Linked DNA regions of Rattus norvegicus: region 1 is linked to region 2. Evidence: chromatin contacts called from public Hi-C data. All regions are on one chromosome and are shown on one strand. Each heading gives the region's core, a stretch centred on a gene start, on an enhancer-like site or on the middle of the called end of the contact. The rest is flanking DNA. Distances are from core to core; before and after follow the strand shown.

Region 1 (6,298 bases), core at 2,881-5,380, 120 kb before region 2:
TGCCTCAGAACTGCCCAGAGGCCTGAGCCCTCTGCTTCCGGGTTACAGCAGTCCAGGATATCCCCAGCCTTCTGGGTCAAAGGACTCCCCTCTTGGGCTTTAAACGGCATCCATTACATGTTTGCCTGGGGCAGCTTGCTTTCCTTTAGCAAGACCCATTACACGTATGTAGTACTGTCACGATATGTTGTTGAAAAGAGAAAAAAAATACTGCACTTCAGATATTTCTCCTAAGGCTGAAACATGGCTCCCACACACATTCTCACTCATTCACAACCACCTGTCCAGGAAAACGCAGCCTCCAGGCAGCAGGGAGCTGGACGGAGGACATTTAATGGATTTACGACCTAAACCTGTTGCCAGCGAAAATATACGTGATGTGCTGGTAACCCATAGCAACCTAATTTATCAAAGTGCAGTTGATGTCAGAGAACTGGGGCGTTAAAGAAGCGGAATAAATACAACTAGAAAGAGGTGGAGTTTTAGTTGGCCACACCGCTGGCCGATCGCTATGCTGGTCCTGTAGCTGTTCAGTCTCAAACACCTCACATGCTCGGGTCATATACTATCTCCATCAGAAGGGGAACACGAGGAAGCTTCAAGCGTCAGCCTAATGCATAGGCAAATCAATTCTTACTCCCCATCCGTGTCCAGAGAAAATGTCATTTTCCCACAAATGAATCTTCTAGAAGATGACGCCGAATGGTTCCAAGGGGTATCAGATTAAGTTGTGCGGGTTATAAATGGATTTCTTAGTCACTCCCCACCCCGAAATCAAAGAATTTCATCAGACAGGGCTGGAGCTGTGCTGGTCTTGATTTTTCAAAGTTCGTGAGCATAGGATTTCCTTTGAGATTTCTTCCAGAACCCTTCTGAATGTGACGTGAGAGAGATACTGAAAAGACAAACCTATTTGGTTTTCTTAAAATTTAGTTCTTGTGTGTGTGTGTGTGTGTGTGTGTGTGTGTGTGTGTGTGTGTGTGTGTGTATGTGTGTGTGTGTTTTCCGTCTGCCTGTCTGCCTGCCTGCCTGCCTGCCTGCCTGCCTGCCTGCCACAGGCACGAAGTGCCTGAGGAGGTGAGAAGAGATTCCCTCCATCTGGAGTTAGGGATGTTCTGAGCCACCCGCGTGAGTGCTGGTCTTTGAACTTGGGTCCTCTGCGAGAACAGCCACTGCTCTTACCTGGTGAGCCACTTCTCCAGCCCTTAAACGTGGTGTATGTGAATAACTAAGTGACTTTAAGGAACAGTGAGCCTTCAACTGAACTAGCTATTTTCCAAATCTACGGCGAACGTAAATAGACCATAGTTCAATCCGGCTGGGGGCTGTACCAAGGCCTCTCCACTCCGTCGTTCTCACAATCAGTAACCCCCAACTGGTCGGTGAAAGCCGAAAGTGTCTGATTTATGCTCTCGACAGAAGTTACGTTATGGAAAAAGCCGGTGGGACCCACACGGGGGACTGAGAGGTTCTCTGGTCAGCTCTGCATAGTTGGGAAAGACTAGTTCATTAAACTGAATACTGAACCCAGACTATCAGTTAAGAGACAATTTGTAAGATGAACTTTCTATTAGTCAGTGTTGCTAAACGATAATAAAATATGTTGTAAAACTAACAGATATCAACCCGATACAATGGCGTGCACATGAGAAAACAGTATTAGTAACCCCATTACTTCCCATCTCATTAATTTGGTACTTGTTCGAAATGCTGTAAGGAAAACCATTACATTGTATGCTAACTTAAAAATCTTAATAAAGGGGCTAGAGACCCTGCTCAGTGGCTAAGAGAATACACTGCTCTTGCAAGGACCCAAGCACTGGTCTCAGCCTGTAACACTGAGGTCCAGGGATCCATCGCCCTCTTCTGGACCCTGCAAACACCACCACCCATGTGTACGTGTGTGTTCACAAAACTTAAAGTAAATATTAAAAAAGAAAACATTGATAAAAATTTAAATTGAAAAGAATCTTGGTGCTAATAACAAACAGGCTTCATTCGTTAATACTTGTCCAGTACGCTGGGCACGTTGGAGAGGGCAGGGAATTAGCCTTGATACAGAAACAGCTCGGGAGGTTAAACCTGAGGTGTCTCTTGGTACTTTAAAATATTAGCTAAGACTCAGTCCATAGAAACAGACACACTGCCTGTAGTTCTCTTCCTACATAAGAAACTGACCTGTTGACTGAGCATTTAGTCATCTAAATACCTGTTAACTCAGGAAGCCACACTGTAGCATATTCAAGGATTCCTGGGTGTTTTTTAAACACCTAGAAACTTCATCATATTTTAAACCCCAAATATCATCCACTTGAAGACTGCACATTCCTACTTCAAGCTTTAAGTGACTTCATGAAAACCTCAGTGAACCAAAACCTACATGAAGAGTCCTTGAAGACAATGGAACAGCAACTCAGACAGGAGTGGGTCACAGAGACCAAGGGGAAAAGAAAGGCTCAGTGTCTCCTGCGTGTGGCTAATCGCTTCTGAGAGGCAAACTCACTGAGAGGAGGTCAACCTCAGATGTGGGAGGTGATATGGTTTAGGAAAAAGCCTTTTAGACGATTCAGGTGTCTCATCTCCCACCCAACCACTTCCATTGTAGAATAAAAAGAGAGCAAGCAAACAAAACAGCAAAACAAAACCCCACAAATGCTCAGGGCAAGATGAAGCAAGGTTTATCTGTCACTTCACGTCTCTGTTTGCTGACTTCAGGGTTAAAACGAAGCTCACTCAGAAAAGCGCTCTCAGCTAACTTCACATTTACCTCACCTGTCCTTCTGAACACATTTCCAAACCCTCCTGCTTTTGAGCAACAAAAATCTAATAGTGGCACAAAAATGTGTCATCACAAGTTTATTCTACCCATGGAGAAATCCAGAGGCAACACTGAGTTTGCATTAAAACAAAAGCAAAAACAAAAACCTATGTCAATATTGTTTGTGCCCTATTCAAAAAACCAGTTTATTTTAAGAGTACCTCCATTCCCTAGAGGCCAGACTTCCAGAGATTTCAAGAACTGGCAAGAAATTATACTCCTAGATTTAGAAATACTTATGTAGCAACTAAGTGAATAAATTATGAATGCTGAGTAAAGGTGAGCCTAGGTCAAGAACCAGACCCCAGCGGATGCTGACGTGCAAGGCTGTTCAGTTTGGCAGTGAGAGGAACCTGCCCACTGCAGCACTGCCAAAAGCTGGGCACCTGAACCGGAACAAGGAGGAGAAGGAGCACAATCCAGGAGGAGAGGGAGCACAGTCCAGGAGGAGAGGGAGCACAGTCCAGGAGGAGAGGGAGCACAGTCCAGGAGGAGAGGGAGCACAGTCCAGGAGGAGAGGGAGCACAGTCCAGGAGGAGAGGGAGCACAGTCCAGGAGGAGAGGGAGCACAGTCCAGGAGGAGAGGGAGCACAGTCCAGGAGGAGAGGAAGCACAGTCCAGGAGGAGAGGGAGCACAGTCCAGGAGGAGAGGGAGCACAGTCCAGGAGGAGAGGAAGCACAGTCCAGGAGGAGAGGGAGCACAGTCCAGGAGGAGAGGGAGCACAGTCCAGGAGGAGAGGGAGCACAGTCCAGGAAGAGAGGGAGCACAGTCCAGGAGGAGAGGGAGCACAGTCCTGGAGGAGAGGGAGCACAGTCCAGGAGGAGAGGGAGCACAGTCCAGGAGGAGAGAGAGAGAGAGAGAGAGAGAGAGAGAGAGAGAGAGAGAGCGCGCGCACAATCCAGGAGGAAAGAGAGAGAGAGAGAGAGAGAGAGAGAGAGAGAGAGAGAGAGAGAGAGGGAGGGAGAGAGCGCACGCACACAATTCAGGAGGAGAGGGAGCACAATTCAGGAGGAGAGGGGTGGGGCACAATCCAGGAGGGGGGAGAGAGAGAGAAAGAAAGAGAGAGAGAGAGAGAGAGAGAGCACAGTCCAGGAGGAGATACTAGGAACTAAAAAGGACAGAACCCAGCAGAGAACAGAGGAGAACTCAGGCCAGCAATGGAAATGGACGCTGACAGGGAGCTGGCAGTTGCCAGGTGAACGCAGAGGCCCAGCTCCTGCTGCCAAGACGCCGGTCAGTCTGGACAGGGCTGCTGCCAGGAGTAGGAAAGAGCAAAGGTGCAGGAAAGATGACAGCCACTTAGTTGTGACAGCACAGTTCCTTGGCAGAAGGAGGCAGGCACGTCAGAGCGGATTACGTTCCGAGTCAGCGGCTGGTCTATGACAGCAGGCAAAGTCCCAGCCACCAGCAGCAGGAGAGAAGATCCGCGCTACTAGGATCTGACACGTGCTGGGTCACCATTCCACTGCTCACTCCAGCCCTAGGCTTTCCTTGCTTTGAGACAAGGCCTCACTAATTTACGTAGGCCTTTGTTTAAAGTTGCAATCCCCCTGACTCAGCCTCTCAAGTAACCTGGGTTATAGTTGCGAGTATGCAAGTGTCTATGTTATAAGGAAAACAAAAGTCGCATGTGTACTTTCATGCATGGTGCTTTTTCTCACCCATTAATATGAAGTGGCTGAAAATGTGACGTTAGAGCTTCCGGGAGTGAATCATTGAAAATGGCCAATGTGATCCCCCACCCTTCCGGACCTACTGAAGGTTTTGGGAAACTCAGACAAGGGCTATTTTATAGTCACAGGCTTTCCTGTGGTGAATGGTAATTCTGTAGCACAGAAGTCACAGTTGGACACCAAGGTCCTGCCTCGTGTTAGTTTTCCCGACTCTAGAGGGCTTGCATGGATGGATTGGAAGAGCTCCCAAGAGCTCCGAGGAGGAAAAAAGAAACTGAGCATGACTAGTAGCCGAGAAAAAAAGCAAAACTAGTAAAATATGAAATGACATAATTAAATGAATGCAAGACTAAGTTCAGACTGTGAAGTCAAGAAACTGAGCATTGGGTAGCTAATAAAGTCTGTGAGAGTGATGCCTTTCCCCCATGACCTAGAAATAAGCCATGCTTTACAACAGTCGGGGTCAGCTGGTGGCGTTCCTACCCATCTGAAGAGGCAGGGGTGCAATGTTCTCCTTCCCGGTTCCCTTCAGCCTAGGAACAGCAGGACAACTGCAAGTAACGAACCAATGAAGACTCTTCTAAGACGGTTGAAGCCAGTAAGTCACTGGTCTGGTTAGTAACAACGCTCATGTTCTCCTGTGTAAAACCACACCTAAATACCGGACGGCTTTCAGGTCTCCAACATAAGGTTTCTGACTGGGAAGCTCATGACTGAGTCAGCTCTCATGAGGAAGGAGGAGATGGGGAAGGATGAATGGCAGCCTAGCAGATGAGAAGGCTTCGCCATTCCCACCATCCGAAGGCAAAGATGATGCCGGAAGTCAGGCTCGGGGGTACAGAGTCAATTCCAAAGATTCCATTGTCTCTAGACAACTCAGTTCGGTAAGAAAGGCAGAAGAAAAGTAGGACTCCACCCGCAAGTGTGCGTGTTTGACGGCCGCACCGTTTTCTTACCCTGTATGTGGTACAGCCGGACCTTGTGAGTAACGTGTTCAAGGAAGCAGGTCACGTCTGAGTAGATCCTTCCACGTGTCACTCTGACAAAGGGTGTTCTCAGGGAAACATAGGGCTGAAGAGGAAAGGACATTTTTAGCAAAAACACTTTGGTTTCTAAACTTTCCTGAGTTTAGGAATATTGTGTGAAATGACACATTCGTACAGCTCAAAACTCATAACTGGACATGGAAACTTATAATTTATCAGAATACACAGGATATAAACAATAGACATATGGTAAGATGTTATTCTTACATAAAGCCTTTATTTGCAAACGCTTACAATTTGATTGGCCTTAGATAATCTACAAACGTTCTCCTCATTTACAAACATTATAACCTATACTCTTCTACTACCCGTGTAGTTATTTATTGGAAATGAGATCATTCTTAGTTGTGATATCTCCCAAGCCAGCACCTGTGACCCGGTCCTCCTGTTGCCAAGATGGGTGGGTACATGTCGGGGCTGAGCAGATTGGATTCGAGACTCACGTACAGTTTACGCAGTGAGGCTTACTGAACTTAGAACCACTCTGCCCTTTGGCAGGAAGAGGTGGCTGAACAGAGAGCAAACTTAAGAACTTGGAAATCATTGGTTTAGATTTCATTATTTAGCATCCAGAAAATTAGGGAATAAAGCCCACACTTTATGTGATGTCAGACTAAACTCAAAGCATCTAAGTAAGCATTGCTTATTTCCGCTCAACGGAGCGTGAAGCACTGCTTTCAATGCAGGACTCTTGAGCAGTAAGAGACTCTCAGAACCGTGTGGTTCTCCTCACCCATAGAAAAACGTACTAAAGCTAATA
Region 2 (6,751 bases), core at 1,911-4,410:
AGGGGGTGGTCATAAGCCAAGACGCCACCAGCAAGTCTAATTCTAGCAACAGGCAAGCTGGAGCCTAGCTCTAGCAAGATGATTCCAGACAACTTTGTGGCTCTGAGGCTACACTCTGAGAGCTGCCTGTTCAAAGTTCCAGATTTTGTCTATGTGACCTTGGGCCCAGCAATCTCTCTGTGCCTCAGTTCCGCACCAACTGAATGGTAGCTGGAGAGAGAAGTTCATGAGGTGAAGCTAACGTCAAACACATGAGACTTACTGAGAGGGCTTCTGGGGTTTATCTATTGGGAGATCCAATGGCCCACCTAGGCTAAACCTTCTCTCCACAATGAAGTCTAGAGAGAAAACAGAAGATGCCACTCCCAAACCCTCTCTCTCTCTCTCTGAGTAAACACACTGCTGCAGGCACTTCTGAAGCCCACCACCACTGCTCTTTGCCAAACTCCACACTCCAGGCAGACCTTCAACTTCTTAGTGAGCTGGGGAGTTCGTTCGAAAATAGGAGAACCAACTGCCTGAGATTTCTCAGTAACAGAATGAGTCACTTGCTGCTTTAGAAACAGAGAGAAATGTCAAGGTTGCCAGAGAACCCCATGCAGATGTTTGCATAAATTGTGTTCAAGTGATCACCCAGCCTAAGTCAGAGGACATTATTAAGACATCACTGGGCAAGAGGAGATCCATTTTTATATTTCCTGCAAAGGAGAAAACTCTGAAAATGGGGTTGGGAGGAGGACAGTACGTTTAACTCCAAAATCAGAGAGCACAGGGGACAAAGCTCAGACCTCCTGGGCCCTGGCTACCAGGATTTACCTGTTGTCAACCTGTTTACTCCAGCCTCAGCAACAAGGCTGGTTCGAGCTGCAAGTTCCAAATTTAAAGGCAGCCGAGAGCACTCATATATTTTCTCTCTCGTACTCTATAGGGGAAGCAGAAGCTGTAAACATTAGGAAACATCTGTCTGCAGCCAGATTTTAAATCCACGCTTCTAAAAAATACTTCTAGGGCTATGTAGTGATGACAGAATCCCTAAGTCCTCGTTTCATAATACTTCAAGTAAAGCTTGTGGTTTCATTTTAAATTCCCACCAAGCCACTGACCCTAGCATATCAAAAGAACTGGCAAGGATTATTTCCAGTCATTAAACTGTCATATTTGGGGTTGTTTGTTTGTTTTTAAAAAAAAGACAAACATCAGCCTTATTCAGGTAGGTTGTAGATTTCTCTGGTCAACTAGTTGTTAACTTGTCAACACTTGGATTCTTCGGATTTCTCCATCCGTCTGCTTCCACTAAAATGTATGTTTGTCAACAGCAAAGAGCTGTAAAAGCCGCCTGCAACTGCTATGTGGCCACCTTCCATACAGAACCGAGTGCACCCATTTCTTTGTTTTTTAGTAAGTTTTCCTGAAAGGCTTCGGATGGGTTTGTTCAACTCCTTTGCCAGTTTGACCACCCCGCAGAGAACTGAGCGCCGCACAGCTTCCAGTAGGAGTATAACAGGCACTTCCCCATTCTGCTCCAAACCAACCCGAGGTAACAGCTGAAGGATGACGACACTAAAATCAACCCTACTATCCATATCTCAAAGGGCTGCGACAGGAAATAAACTTTTTATCTCTTAAGACACAGTGAAAGGGGAAGGGGTCAGAAACAGAAATCTGCCTAGGTGGGCTGTATTTAATCAATTTCCCGAGACTCCGTGCGCTCAGGGATCTGGGCAGCCTCTGGCAGCTTAACCCTGAGCTAGCTTATGGGCGGCACTCGCGCGGGTTCCCCACCAGCAGGTGGCCGAGGCCACTTCCACAGGCCCGGGTGCGAATGTGGGAACATGGCCACTTCTGCCCAGCGCCGAGGCTGCCACCGCACGACGCCCAGGACTTTGCGAACTCAGCGGTCCGAGCGCGCCAGAGCCTCGGCCGGATGAAGCTCTACCGGTCGTCGGTGCGGCCTCACCCTGCCCCGGCGCTGAGCGTCGGCGGGAAGAAGTGCGAGCCCCCGGGCTGGTCATCCAGGCTGCGCCCGCCACCAGGTGCTTACCTGCGGGAAGGAGCCCTCCTGGCGCGGGCCCCGAGGGTAGTCCAAGTGACCCCTGTCCAGCATCAGGTAGAGTGAGAAGATTACGACGCAGAAGATCGCGCTGCCGAACACGGTGAACTGGCGGCTTAACTTCATTTTCCTCGATGGACTCGGGCCCAGGACGCGGTCCTCACCCGGAGGAGGAGGAGGAAGACTGAGGACTCCAGCCGGCGACCGCCGAGGGCTCCCTGCTCCGGGCTGCACACCCTTCGCGCGCTACGGCGCGGGTCCGGGCTGCGCTCCGCACCTCGTCTCCGGAGCCACCACGCGCCCTCGGCCTACGCCCTGGCCCGCTGCCCTCCCCGGAGCTGGCCGTCCCTGCAAGGCGGACTCCTGGGGAGCAAGGCAAGGGTCCCCACAAACTTGCTCTCCTGCAGGGTAGCGACACCCCGTAGGGCGGGCGGAGCAGTCAGAGGAGAGGTCTCTGCCCGACTTCCTGCCACAGCCGCCACGACTGAGTCGGCAGGAAAAGTTTTCTCGACAAGGGCAGGCGTGTCCTCCGCGCCCAGAGAACGCGCGGGTTCCGCGGCTCCGGGGCCGAGCGTGCGGCGCTGGGAGCGAGGAGCGCGCAGAAGGAACTGGACCTGGAGGCGCCGTGCCCCACAACTTAGCGCTGGGACACCCAGGCCCACCCCCGTAACGCCGCCCCCGCGTCCCCGCCGGAGCCCCTTCCTGCCGAGGCTACTGCGGGGGCCGGCTAGGGTGCACCCTGCGCGCTGGGGCGCTGAGATCCGAGACTTTCCTCAGGGCGTGCGTCCGATCCCCGGCCTCTCCCGGCCCCCGCCGCCCCTACCTTCCCCCTCGCGGGCCCGGGCTGCACGCGGAGGGCGCAGGGGGCGGGCGGCGCCGGGAGGAGGCGAGCAGAGCGAGGAGGAGAGGACCGTCTCCCGAGAGGAGCCCGCTCCAGCTGCAGCCGTGGAGCACCCCCTCCTTCCCGCCCCGAGAACGCGGAGATGGCGGCGGCAGCCGCGAGAGGAAGAGCCGGTTCCCCAGCGCTACTCGGCGCTCCAGTACCGCCCGCCACGAGCCGGAGGAGACGGCGGCGGCGGCGCGGCGGCCGATGGGTCAATAGGCGCCCGCAGCCCTGGAGCTGGGCAGCCGGCTGGCCCCGCCCCCTCCCGACGCGCCGGGATGAGGGGGCGGGCCCCCTGGCGCCCAATCACAGCGCGCCGCCCGCCAGGCCCGCCCAGCGCCTGCCTCACTGGGCCCTGACAGTAGGAAGACCTCAAGAGGCTTCAGTGACAAGGGAGGCGGCTTTGCAGGAATTGAGGCCAGCAGAGAGGTGCCTCCAGGGCTCCAGCAGCCTGCGTTCCATAGCGGCTGTGGTTCATTCCCCAGATTCCATCCTCTGGTCGCGTCTTCTATCCTGGAACGCCCAGATCAGCGTGACTTGGAAGGGTCCGTGAAGGGCTTGTAAGGAAAGGTAGATGAGAAATCTGAGGAGCATTTTTGGACTCATCTTTTCTTGCTCTTGCTTTGTACGACATCCTGGTGAAATCTGGGAGAAAGGGAGGCCGACAAAGCCTCTTGTAGGCAGATGTAGACATCTGGCGACAAAAACCTCGAAGAGGGGGATCTGAGAAATGCTTCAGTCCACTATTGAATTATGGTCTCTCAGCTCCAAAATCACCCTTTTTCCACTGCACTGTGAAAATGAAGCTGGGCCTTTTAAGGAGGTTTCTCTTCGCCCTTCTGGGACACTGTGTCAGTAGAGGGTGCTGAAGAGACGTTACAGGAAATAAAGGAACTTGCTTCCTGGTTCTAGTACATCTGATAAGCAATTTCTCTTAGCATACCTGACTTTTTCAAGTCCTGAGCTCCTTGGTGGCCAACAGTTCTGTCATGGTGTTGGGCATGGACACTTTCCTGGCACCCTATTAGCAGTGTATAGCAAGTTCGGGGCAGCATCACGGTGACATCTCTGCTCTTCAAATAACCACAATGTAGTCTCCATAAAAATCTCTATGTTAGCCCTTGACTGGATGGGAAGCCCATCTTTTGGGGGTCCTTTATCACTTCAAGAAGTAATTATAAGGCTTGCTCTCCACAGTTGCTGTCTATATTCTCTCTGGCTTTCTTCACACTAGCGAATCCTTAGTTATTTAACTCCCTATTAAAGATAAGATTTAGTTTTATTAAGCCCTCCATGGAGTAGCCCCAAGAGATAGACCCACAGAGACGGATTTAAAGGTCAGATTGGTTGACTTTCGCCTAGAGCTCCTTGCCAAAGGGAAAGAGAATGGTAATTTGGGTCATGAAAAGCATCACAGTTAATTAACAATCACCTGTGGTTGCTTCTGATGCCATGCCAATGGAACAAGTCCATGGGAACTAGGTGCCAGCTTCCAAAGTGACTGTAACAACTGGGGTGGTAGGCATTGGAGTGTTTTTGAATACTCCAAAAAAAAAAAAAACAAGGTGGCAAGGCCTGGTCCATCTTCCCTCCTAAGGTATGAGGATCAAAGAGACTCCTCCTGTACCAAGGAGAATTAATTATGTAACTGAAGATAGGATGTTATTATTTTGGTTTTGGAGTTACTGACTTGTTACTATTGAATTCTCAGACATGGCAAGGTTTTTGTCCTTTCCTCCTAAAAGTTGATGGATTAATTTGTTAATGATAAAAACTCCAAAATTTGGACTGCTTTAGCTAAAGCTGGGACTAACATCCCCAGCACACACCTGTACAGTGCTCACCAGGAGAAGCAAGTTGTCATTCTGTGGCTAAGCAGGCTGGGTTTCCTTTGCTTGATAACCTTGTCATTTTGGACTGGAGAGATGGCTTAGTGGTTAAGAACACTGGCTATTTGTCTAGAGCAGTGGTTCTTGACCTGTGAGTCTCGATGCCTTCAGAGGCTGACGAACTCTTTCACAGGAGTCATCTAAGACTCTCAGGAAACACAGATATTTTACATTATGATTCATAACAGCAGTAAAATTATAGTTATGGAGTAGCAGCAAAAAAAAATATGACTAGGGGTCACCACAACATGAGGAACTGTATTAAAGGGTGGAAGTTTAGGAAAGTTGAGAACCGCTAATCTAAATAAAGGACCTGGGTTCTGTACGCCCATAGCAGTTCAGTAAACCATTCCTCGGTTCCATAAGAATCTGGTACCTTCTGGTTTCTTTGGACACTAGCCACGCATGTTGTGCCCAGACATACATGGAGGTAAAACATCTATACACTGAAAAGAAATTTTAAACTTGCCATCTTTCAGGTTTGGGAGTTGTATGCATATTTTTTCCTAAAATACTCATCTGTTCAAGAAAATCCACTAGAAGTTGTTGCTGTAAAATTTAAAAAAAAAAAATGCTGTCTTTTCCCCTGCACTAAATCCAGCACCGTAGTGCCCCAAGATATCTGGTAGATAGCTTCATCTCAGTTAGCAAAGCCTCTCACCAGCTTTGCTCCATCCCATATCTCACTGCCGATGGCTTCTCTCTGAGCCTGGCAACAATCTCTCTACCCATCTAGTTCCCAAGACAGGCTGCCACCATGCCAGAAATACACATGTCTCCAGTCACCACACACTCTCTTGAGTTCAATTAAATCACCACATGAAAGAACACACAGCACAATAACCTCTGATCCAATTGATAAGATATAGTTGCCCACCTAGACACACAAAGCCCTGTACACATCCATCCCTTAAGAATATTCATAACAACCTGTAAATGTGCAGAGAGGAATCTTAACATCCGCCTCCATGTTCTCTCCGCTGCTTCTCTCCCCTCGCTCCAGTCTCCTTCTGCTCTCTAAAACTTTTCTCCCACCCATCCTTCCTTCTCGCCCAATGACAGGCTTCGTTCTATCTAGTACCTGCCTTTACCTGCATAATGACATCATCCTACAAGAAGTTATTGTCCTTATCTGGGCAAATCTCTTGACATGGAATTTGCTTCTTTCCCAAAAACCACCACAACCAACTACCTGAGAATATGACCACAATGTACTGTGTTCTTGTGGAATAGAATGGAGCAATAATTCACACACCAAAATAGCTACAATTGGGTCTAATATATGTTGGAAAAATCTGGGAACAATGTATAGAAACGTTCTTTAAAGATATAGGGTCATGAAAGAATGTAACACAATGTATCAAAAATGTATTGCTCCGATGGAAGGATGGCTCAGTGGTTAGCAGCACTTGTTGCTCCTGCAAAGGACTCAGGTTGTGTTCCCAGTGCCAATAGAACAACTTGGAACCCTGACTCCAGCTCCAGGGGACCTGATGCCTGCTTCTGGCCTCCTTGGGCAATACATGCATATGATGCACTGATATACCTGCAACCAGATGTACCAATATGCAAAAACTAGGAACCAATCTATGTCTAAATGTATTTCTGCTCTTAAGCATTCAGCTCACATAGCCCGAGGTGACTGGTGGATAGCGTATGAGATTGAGACACCAGAGCTTCAAGGCATGGAGTGGAAAAGGAAATCCAGTTGTTTAAGGGCAAACAAATATTGTACTGGATTTATAACATGCAGCTTGCAAGCCTGTGCCCCAGCTGTGCTCCAGGTGGTGACACAGAAGATACACCGTTATTGAAGATTTGGGGGGGGGGGAACTCTGTGGATTCTCCCAGGGGCCAGGCATGGACATAGGCAGTGGTTCAGTTGGCCTGCCTGGTTTACATGCAGATGACAGGAGTCCTGAATAACAG

What was found. A called contact is a pair of places that touch in the nucleus more often than the background predicts.
Region 1: a Hi-C map of liver shows a contact between it and region 2, with 4 times the contacts expected there. The contact joins the enhancer-like site here to the promoter of Man2a1 in region 2. A contact is called at or near these places in 2 of 12 Hi-C or Micro-C datasets (liver and psoas muscle).

What each region holds. Positions count from the first base shown.
Region 1 is chr9:111,814,898-111,821,195 of GRCr8, reverse strand. It overlaps Man2a1 (mannosidase, alpha, class 2A, member 1), which reads right to left. Exons shown (of 22, transcript NM_012979.2): 16 at 5,449-5,563. Among named protein-coding and RNA genes, the nearest start is that of Man2a1, 120 kb to the right of the region's middle. Within about 2 kb of position 4,130, at least 4 of the 93 cell types and tissues checked have an H3K27ac peak or open chromatin away from gene starts, as enhancers often do. A contact at or near this core is called in liver, where this site is marked.
Region 2 is chr9:111,695,322-111,702,072 of GRCr8, reverse strand. Man2a1 (mannosidase, alpha, class 2A, member 1) reads right to left here and starts at 3,160. Exons shown (of 22, transcript NM_012979.2): 1 at 2,042-3,160. The coding sequence starts at 2,176.